Linked DNA regions of Zea mays: region 1 is linked to region 2. A link is a contact called in public Hi-C data. All regions are on one chromosome and are shown on one strand. Each heading gives the region's core, a stretch centred on a gene start, on an enhancer-like site or on the middle of the called end of the contact. The rest is flanking DNA. Distances are from core to core; before and after follow the strand shown.

What was found. A called contact is a pair of places that touch in the nucleus more often than the background predicts.
Region 1: a Hi-C map of leaf shows a contact between it and region 2, with 2.8 times the contacts expected there. The contact joins the promoter of LOC100279855 here to the promoter of LOC103636281 in region 2. A contact is called at or near these places in 8 of 25 Hi-C or Micro-C datasets (bundle sheath, ear, leaf and 2 more) and 1 of 3 datasets of contacts at active chromatin or transcription factors (seedling).

What each region holds. Positions count from the first base shown.
Region 1 is chr8:164,289,342-164,293,685 of Zm-B73-REFERENCE-NAM-5.0, forward strand. It overlaps LOC100279855, which reads right to left and starts at 1,976. Exons shown (of 24, transcript NM_001152808.1): 1 at 1,777-1,976.
Region 2 is chr8:164,160,499-164,164,897 of Zm-B73-REFERENCE-NAM-5.0, forward strand. It overlaps LOC103636281 (Putative regulator of chromosome condensation (RCC1) family protein), which reads left to right and starts at 1,986. Exons shown (of 10, transcript XM_020543436.2): 1 at 1,986-2,653; 2 at 2,759-3,033.

The DNA.
Region 1 (4,344 bases), core at 726-3,225, 130 kb after region 2:
CGAATTGTTTCTGTTTTCATTTTTTTCACAGAAACAAATATGGCACCGGTATTATGGCATGTCGATAATGCATAGTAAAAAACAGCAATGCAACACCATAAATAGGAATGATAAGCCAAGTCTTCAAGCATGATTTACTGTTTTTTTAGCTAACAAGCATGCTTTACTACCCATACTGGTTGAACACACATGTAAACTGATAAGTTAAAATAGCAGAAGCATATGGGCGTGAGTATATGCAAAAAACGATATACGGGTGTGCTCCGTACTAAAATGGTAAATCACTAAGACGTAGAAACCATTATCATTTCCATGTTTGCTGTTTCTGTTTCCATTTCCATATCCCAAGATCACGGTAAAGGATATGTTCCGTTTCTGTTTTCATCCCTACCTAACTTTGTGTAAACTGTTGGCATGTCAACATTCTTGCTCGTTCTTAAAATATGGGTTCAAGTTAGTGCTAATAGACTAAAATAGTAAAAATATAACTTTGTGTAAATGGTAGGCAGCACTGAATTTTTTATTTTACTACTGCCCTCAAACAACTAGTAGGAAGTGGACAGCGAGTGCATGGGCTGATCCAAATGCATGCTATTGGAAGTACGCCATTGGGGTGTTTGGTTTGATGAATGAGGTAATCACTCCTCACTTTCTTGTTTGGTTTGTGGAATGGAATGAGTTGATACATCACCATTTCATTCCTCATAAGCTAATAATAATAATAACATGAGGAATAAGTTCATTCCACCAAATTTATGGAATGAACTCATGATGCACCACCTCATCTAGAATGGATTGATTCTTCAAACCAAACACCACCTATATGTATTATCTAAAGCTGCTCATAGTTCAAGTTATTAGTACAAAGAGTTGCCTAAGTGCGAGTTTAGCGGTGTGTCAACAGGCAGTCTGCGTGACCCAAAACCTCTGCACATACTACATGTAAGAAAGCCCCGTCTTGTTCCTCTAAGGCTATCTCCAGCAGTCTTACTCGTCTCATCTCATATTTCAAACTTCACTCTCAATGCAAAAAGAGTGTTTTGCACGGCCATATGCACAGTCTGCTTGCCATAAGCTTAAGAAGCACAATAGGCTATCTCGCTTCTCGCAGCATTGTCCCTTTTCCTTAAACTCCTCCAAAACCCGGCATTCGTCATCCTTGGCATATCCATGGTTTTTCTTGCCACCATGTTCATAACTGGTGCTATATGCCTCCCTGGCTGGATACAGACGCTGGGGCACGTGTCACTCTTGGCTTTGGCGCCTTGGCAGCCTTCCACCAGCCTTGAAAAAACAACTATCCCGCTAGAACAGCAACAAGGTCTGCAGCGCGCTTCAGTATTTCCCCTACCTATGATGCAGACAGCGATTGCGCACGGCGCGATCCACTCTGTACATGGATGGTTGCAAGGTGCTCGCGGTTGCCAGATCATGGGACTTTTCTTCAAGCAACGGGCAGCTAACGGTGGTGTTGAGCTTGAGACGGGGAATACCAAAAGCGACAGCAGCACCCCACCACGCGTCAAATAAATTGGCAAAAAATGGATGAATCCAAAACGGATTGGATTGGGAGGACTCAGAAGAAACAAGCGACTCGTGTCGCCTGGAGAAGCAATTCGTCCGCGGGAGCTATGCCATCGAACTAAACTAGCCAGCGAAAGGAGAAAACCGAGCAGACCCCGGGGCGGGCGGGCGGATCTACCACGAGGACGCCTGCGGGAACTGCGCAATTGAGGTGAGAGGGAGAGAGCGAAGGAGAGAGAACAGACCAAGTACCTGGATCTAGATCGTCCGGCGGGGCGGCCGGCGGAGGGCCTGCGGGTCGCCGGATCTGCTACACTCACGGAGAGAGAGAGGGCGGGCGCCCCGCCGATCGCGGGATCAGGGGGCGGGAGGGGGGAGCGGAACACGGGGAGGCGAGGCCACTGATCAGTGGATCAGAGGCAGCAGGCAACGCACAGGCGGAAACCCGGACGGACACGCGGGGAGAGAGATGAGCCACCTGGAAGGCTGGAACAGAGTGGCCAGTGTAAATAGAGAAGGGCAGGGCAGCGGAGGCGATGATGGACGGGGACGGCACTGCTTGCTCTGGCTCGGCGGTCTACGTGCTACTAGCAGTACGTAACAGGATCCGCGACGGACCACCGGCAGCGACCGACCAGGGCGGTAGGCGGGTTTTTGTGTGTGTGTTTTTTTTAAGTTGGTCCCTTTTGCTGGTTTTCTCATTTTTTAACTTTAATCGTTTTTTTTCTCAGTTTTGTCCTACTCTATAGCACTAGAAAAACAAAATTGAACAAAAGAAAACACGACTAAAGATAAAAATAAGTACACTAACAAATTGACCCAACTTAAATACAAGTTTAAGTGGTAGTATCTGAACTCACACACTACATACACCATCACAGTGCTTAGGACTGTGTTGGCGCCAAGGAGGATAGACGGCACGAGCAAGCCCAATAACCTCTTTCTTTGGCCCGGATTGGAGACAGTAGCCCATCTGCGCGACATGTAAATTGTGTTTTGTTTTATAGGTATAAGTGGTGGTTGGAAGAGGGGAAGAGAGAACTGGTGAAAGGGAATTAGGCTTACACCTAGTTCCTAAATAATTTTGGTGGTTGAATTACCCAACACAAATCTTTGGACTAACTAGTTTGCCCAAGTGTATAGATTATACAGGTGTACAAGGTTCACACTCAGCCAATAAAAAGACCAAGTTTTGGATTCAATAAAGGAGCAGAGGGGCAACCGAGGGGACCCCTGGTCTGGCGCACCGGACTGTCCGGTGTGCCACCGGACAGTGAACAGTACCTGTCCGGTGCACCAGGGGACTCAGACTCAAACTCTTCACCCTCGGGATTTCTCGGAAGCCGGCGCGCTATAATTCACCGGACTGTCCGGTGTGCACCGGACATGTCCGGTGCTCCAAGGAAGCGCGGTCTCCGGAACTCGCCAGCCTCGGGTTCGCGCGGCAGCCGCTCCGCTAAAATTCACCGGACTGTCCGGTGTACACCGGACTGTCCGGTGTGCCAGCGGAGCAACGGCTCCCTGCGGCGCCAACGGCTCCCTGCGGAGCATTTAATGCGCGCGCAGCGCGCGCAGTCGTCAGACTCGCCCATACCGGTGCACCGGACATCAAACAGTGCATGTCCGGTGTGCACCGGACACCCAGGCGGGCCCACAAGTCAGAAGCTCCAACGGTCAGAATCCAACGGCAGTGATGACGTGGCAGGGGCACCGGACTGTCCGGTGCGCCATCGCGCAGACACCTCCAGCCAACGGTCAAGTTTGGTGGTTGGGGCTATAAATACCCCAACCACCCCACCATTCATTGCATCCAAGTTTTCCACTTCTCAACTACTACAAGAGCTCTAGCATTCAATTCTAGACACACTAAAGAGATCAAATCCTCTCCAATTCCACACAAAGCCCTAGTGATTAGTGAGAGTGATTTGCCGTGTTCATTTGAGCTCTTGCGCTTGGATTGCTTCTTTTCTTTCTCACTTGTTCTTGAGATCACAACTCCATTGTAATCAAGGCAAGAGGCACCAATTGTGTGGTGGCCCTTGCGGGGAAGTTTTGTTCCCGGCTTTGATTTGAGAAGAGAAGCTCACTCGGTCCGAGGGACCGTTTGAGAGAGGGAAGGGTTGAAAGAGACCCGGCCTTTGTGGCCTCCTCAACGGGGAGTAGGTTTGCAAGAACCGAACCTCGGTAAAACAAATCTCCGTGTCTCACTTGCTTATTCGCTTGGGATTTGTTTTGCGCCCTCTCTCTTGGACTCGTTTATTATTACTAACGCTAACCCCGGCTTGTAGTTGTGTTTAATTTGTAAATTTCAGTTTCGCCCTATTCACCCCCCCCCCCCTCTAGGCGACTATCAATTGGTATCAGAGCCCGGTGCTTCATTAGAGCCTAACCGCTCGAAGTGATGTCGGGAGATCACGCCAAGAAGGAGATGGAGACCGGCGAAAAGCCCACTACAAGCCACGGGAGCACTTCATCGGAAGAGTCCCGCACCAAAAGGAGGGAGAAGAAGAAGAGCTCCTCCAACAAAGGGAAGGAGAAGAAATCTTCTTCTCACCACAAAGAGAAGAAGGAAAAATCTTCTTCCCACAAGCCGCATCGGAAAGGCGACAAGCACAAGAGGATGAGGAAGGTGGTCTACTACGAGACCGACACTTCATCAACATCGACCTCCGACTCCGATGCGCCCTCCGTCACTTCTAAGCGCCAAGAGCGCAAGAAGTATAGTAAGATTCCCCTACGCTACCCTCGCATTTCCAAACATACACCCTTACTTTCCGTCCCATTAGGCAAACCACCAACTTTTGATGGTGAAGATTACGC
Region 2 (4,399 bases), core at 736-3,235:
GGACTTGGCCTTCGGCAGCTGCAGACCGTTTTGGTGGGTCGTCGGACCAAAGTTCCAGAGAGGATGTTTTTCGGGCAGAAACAAGCTGACGTGTCGGACTGGTCCGGTGGTACACCGGACCGTTAGATAGGTTGAACAGTTGACTTTGCTCCAACATCTCTAGTGACGTGGCGATGGCATGGTGCACAACAACCCGATCCGGTGCCTCTGAGGCTCTGACAGACGGAGACGGTCACCTAATGCGGACAGTATCAGGCGGTCCGGTGGTGCACCGGGCCGACACTCTAGGCCACCGGACCGACAATCTAGGGTTTTCGGTGCAACACCCAACAATGCATAGTTTAATACACTACTCCAACAACTGTTTGAGTGGTTGGGCTATAAATACCCCCAACCAACATATCGAATAAATAAGAGCTACACCAAGCATCCATGCATTCAAAGCCATGCAAGCGTCACATTCGATCGATTTGAGTTTGAGAGACTTAGTGCCTTGTGCATCTGAGTGGTGCAAGTTCTTGTGTTCTTGTTATCGAGTTCCTTTCTTCTTCCAATCTTATTCTCAGACGTTGTAAAGCTAAGCAAGAGACTATTTCTTTGTGTGGAGGTCCTTGCAGGACTTGGTGTCCGTCGAGAAGAGAAGAACACTCGATCGATCTCCGTGACCGTTTGAGAGAGAAAGGGTTGAAAAAGACCCGTTCTACGTAGACTCTTCAACGGGGAGTATGTTGCTTGGAACCGAACCTCAAGAAACAAATCGTCTGTGTCTTTATGTTGATCCCCATTTGCGGGTTGCTTCTTTTATTGCTTGTGCTTGATTTCATATCAAATTAAGTTATTTTTAAGAGCAGAGTGGCCCCGTTCCACCATACTTCGGAACCAAACACTATCTAAAAAAATAACATCTATCATCATAACATAAAAAATATAGCCAGCTACAACATTGTTACATTAAATATATTTACATATTATCACTCTGTTTTTTTATTAAATATATTTACATATTATCAATTCATTCTTTTTTTATTTGCCGTGTACCTGACTATTTGAGAATGTAGGTAGTATGTTTTTATTTTTACACTTTTAATTTAATATTTGATCATTTTTTAATTTGAAACCGATTCACTCTAAAAGGCAAGATTTACGTTCTTCGTGATCAGATCGCAGCAGGTCGTTCCTAGCTTTTCAGGGGCCTAGCGCGAAATTCGATATACAGGCACATCCACACACAAATAGATATAATTATATATATATATAACCAAATATTTGACGTATAAAATTATTATGCACCGTTTTAAAGTTTATAAGAGAATAGATATAACATATAGCAAAAAACACTTACTTGTTATATGATATTATTAAAAATATCTTCTAACATTTTATGATATAAAGTCATCGCTTATATCATCGAGATCAATCTCATTTAACAACTTTTTTTTGATATATAGAATCGCCAAGCCATTTGACCTCTTTTGAGTTATTTGTTGACCATAAATAGTTCACAAAAAATTTTAATTTTAAAAAGCTTCCCTCTACCGAAGCAACCATCAAAATAAAATTTTTTGTTTTGCTTCTTTAGTGGATTTATTATCATCAATATAAATATAAAAATTAAGAGCTAAACCAAATACTATTTTGAAACGGATGGAGTATTCAATAAGTAACTGAGACATTAGTTTACCAATATAAATGAGACTAGTCGATAACTCGATAGCGCATCACTTTTTACATATTTGTGTCTAGAATAGATATGCTTAACAAAAAAAATGCCAGCATCCAATGGCTAGGGGATCCTCTGTTTTTAGGACTCGGTGTGGCCGCACACACCGCACCTCTTCAAGGCCGGCCCTGCATCGCAGAGGAGGGTACTCAAACCTCAAGGGCGACGAGGAACGACGATCGCCAGTGTGCATCCGTTTTCACGAGGAGAGGCCGTGTCGTATGGGCGGCGGGGACAAAGGGGCCGGCGGCGTCGTGCTTGGCCTGAAGCCCTGAACGGCGACGGGGACAAAGGGGCCAGCGGCGTCGTGCTTGGCCACGAAGGCGAGGCGGCGGCTAGGAAGCCTGAACAAGCCAATGTTAGAAGAGTGAGGGAAGGTCTACATGCTAATATGCCAAGGTGAGACAATCCAGCGTTGGATCAGAAATTAAAGACTGAGATTTTACGTGTGCACCATGTGCACCGATCAGTGATGTGCACAGGATACGCCGCCGATCCCCTATTCCCCTCCCTCCACAGCCTCCTCTCTTTCTCTCTCCCGACTCCTCAACATCGCGACCTCTCTCCCCTCCCCTGCCCCTGCCCCTCCCACCTCCCTGCACCGCCAAACCCCTCGCTCCCGCCTCCTCCTCCGCCGCTCTAAGATCTGGTCTCTCGCGGCCCTGCGGCGCGCCCCGAGCTCGTCGCCTCGCGCGCACGCGAGCTTCCCTGCCCACCCGGACACGAGCCGACGAGCGAGCCCCCCATTGCGGCGCCCCGTTTCCCCCGCACGCGGCGGCAGGGCGCGGAGAGCGAGTCCGGCAGTCCGCGCGCGCCTGTTCGTGATGGGGCGGTGCTGGCGCCGGGGCTGATGCGGAGGCCGCTGCCATGTCGGACGTCTCGTTGGATCTCGGCGGCATCCGGGCGGGGCCCGTGGAGCGTGACATCGAGCAGGTACGTGCAGCGTGCTGCTAACTCTTCTCCGCCTGGATTGATTTCTCCTCCTCCATCCATGGTTGATGGTTCTACTGTGGGTGCAACTGAGATGTGGATGTGCAGATCATCATCTATCGCCTGCGTGCTCTCAGCCCGCGTTGGGCGGATTGATTTCCCCTCCCCGGTCCATGGTTCTACCGTGGGTGCAACTGAGATGTGGATGGGCAGCGCCTACGTGCTCTCTGCCCACGCGTAGCGCGGAATTTTGGGCCAGCTCGTGCTCTTTGTGTGCGGACGTGAAATGGTGCCTGATTCCGGCGGAATTCATGGTCCTTGATGCTGTGGTTCGATGGTTTTCTTCTTACGTGCTACATTGAAGCTCAGACTGGACATTACAGGTCGCTGTTCCCCTTCCTCTGCTGAAATTCCGGGAGGTAGGAAGGTTGTTGACTTGTTTGGCGTCCAACCACTAATTCGGGTGTATAGAGGTCAAGCCGGGACTATTATGCTTCTCATTCCCTGTTTTCTGGAGCTGAGGGGATCAGTCGACAGTGGCATACTTCGGTGAACAGAAGATTCATTCTGGGAGCGAGGACCCTTACTTGTTAGTCTAGTTCTTTGACTTGCACGCTCGTGCCTTTTCCCCTTGCTGTTTTGGCCTTGGTGCTGTGCTTGCCCATTCTGTTGTAGCTGCTACATGGCGCGCTGAAGTCGAGCTGAGGTTTGACGGATGTCGCATTGGGTTTTGTGGAATTGTGAAGAATTGTTTGGGGATGGTTGCCGTGGCTTTGTGGTTTTGCGGATTTCAACTCCTGTATGTTTTGAGAGGCATGTCCGACCACATGGCACACAAATGGACAGTTTAAGCTGATTCTACTACTGTAGTCCTATACTTCTATTTTTGGCACCAAGGAGGGTGTTGCAGTGTGCGGGCTTTGGAATCAAGCGATGCTTGATTTGTTTTTTTCTTTATGTATGTACAATATATGTCCACCATTCCGTTTGTGGCTTGTTCGTTTCACCTTTAATCCATGTGGACTGGGTATGTGGACTGGGTGGTATCGAGTCGGTTTAAATTCATAGCAAGTCAAAATCTATCTCAATCCATACTAATACCACTCCAATCCACATGGAATTGGAATAACCGAACAAGGCCTGAGTGAAGATAAGACTGGATTAGGATACTTGGATACAATCAGCATGCTTTAACTGATTATGCTGACAACCGATAAAAGGACATTTTCATTTGTTTCTTACCCAATAATGCATTTCACATTTTTTTGCTATTAAGGGACCACATTTGTCATTCCATATAATGTGTGACATAAGAGCTGATGGGGACACTGATCAAAACACTGTTTCAGTTCTGGAGTTTATACTTTATAGTGAGATGCTTCATAAGCTTCCTTCCAAGTGCATCTGACAAGATGCTAATAATGCAAAGTAGTTAAAACAAACACAATACAGGAAAAGGTCATGCATAACTGAAAATATCGCAATCATTGATTGTTCTTATCAAATCAGCAAGCTAGTGGCTGTAGTTGCACTCATTATTAGAACTCAACTAGTGTGATAGGGGTTATTTTGGTTTTATCCTTTGTTGTAAATAAATGAAACCATAAAAGAAGGGCACACATATCAGTCTGATGCTTAGTGAAAATGGTCGATATGAAGAATGAGCTGTATGGCATCAGCAGCAAAACAAAAGTAGTAAAAAACTGACCCATATTGTATATTGAACCGTTAGCAACTTCAATTATTATT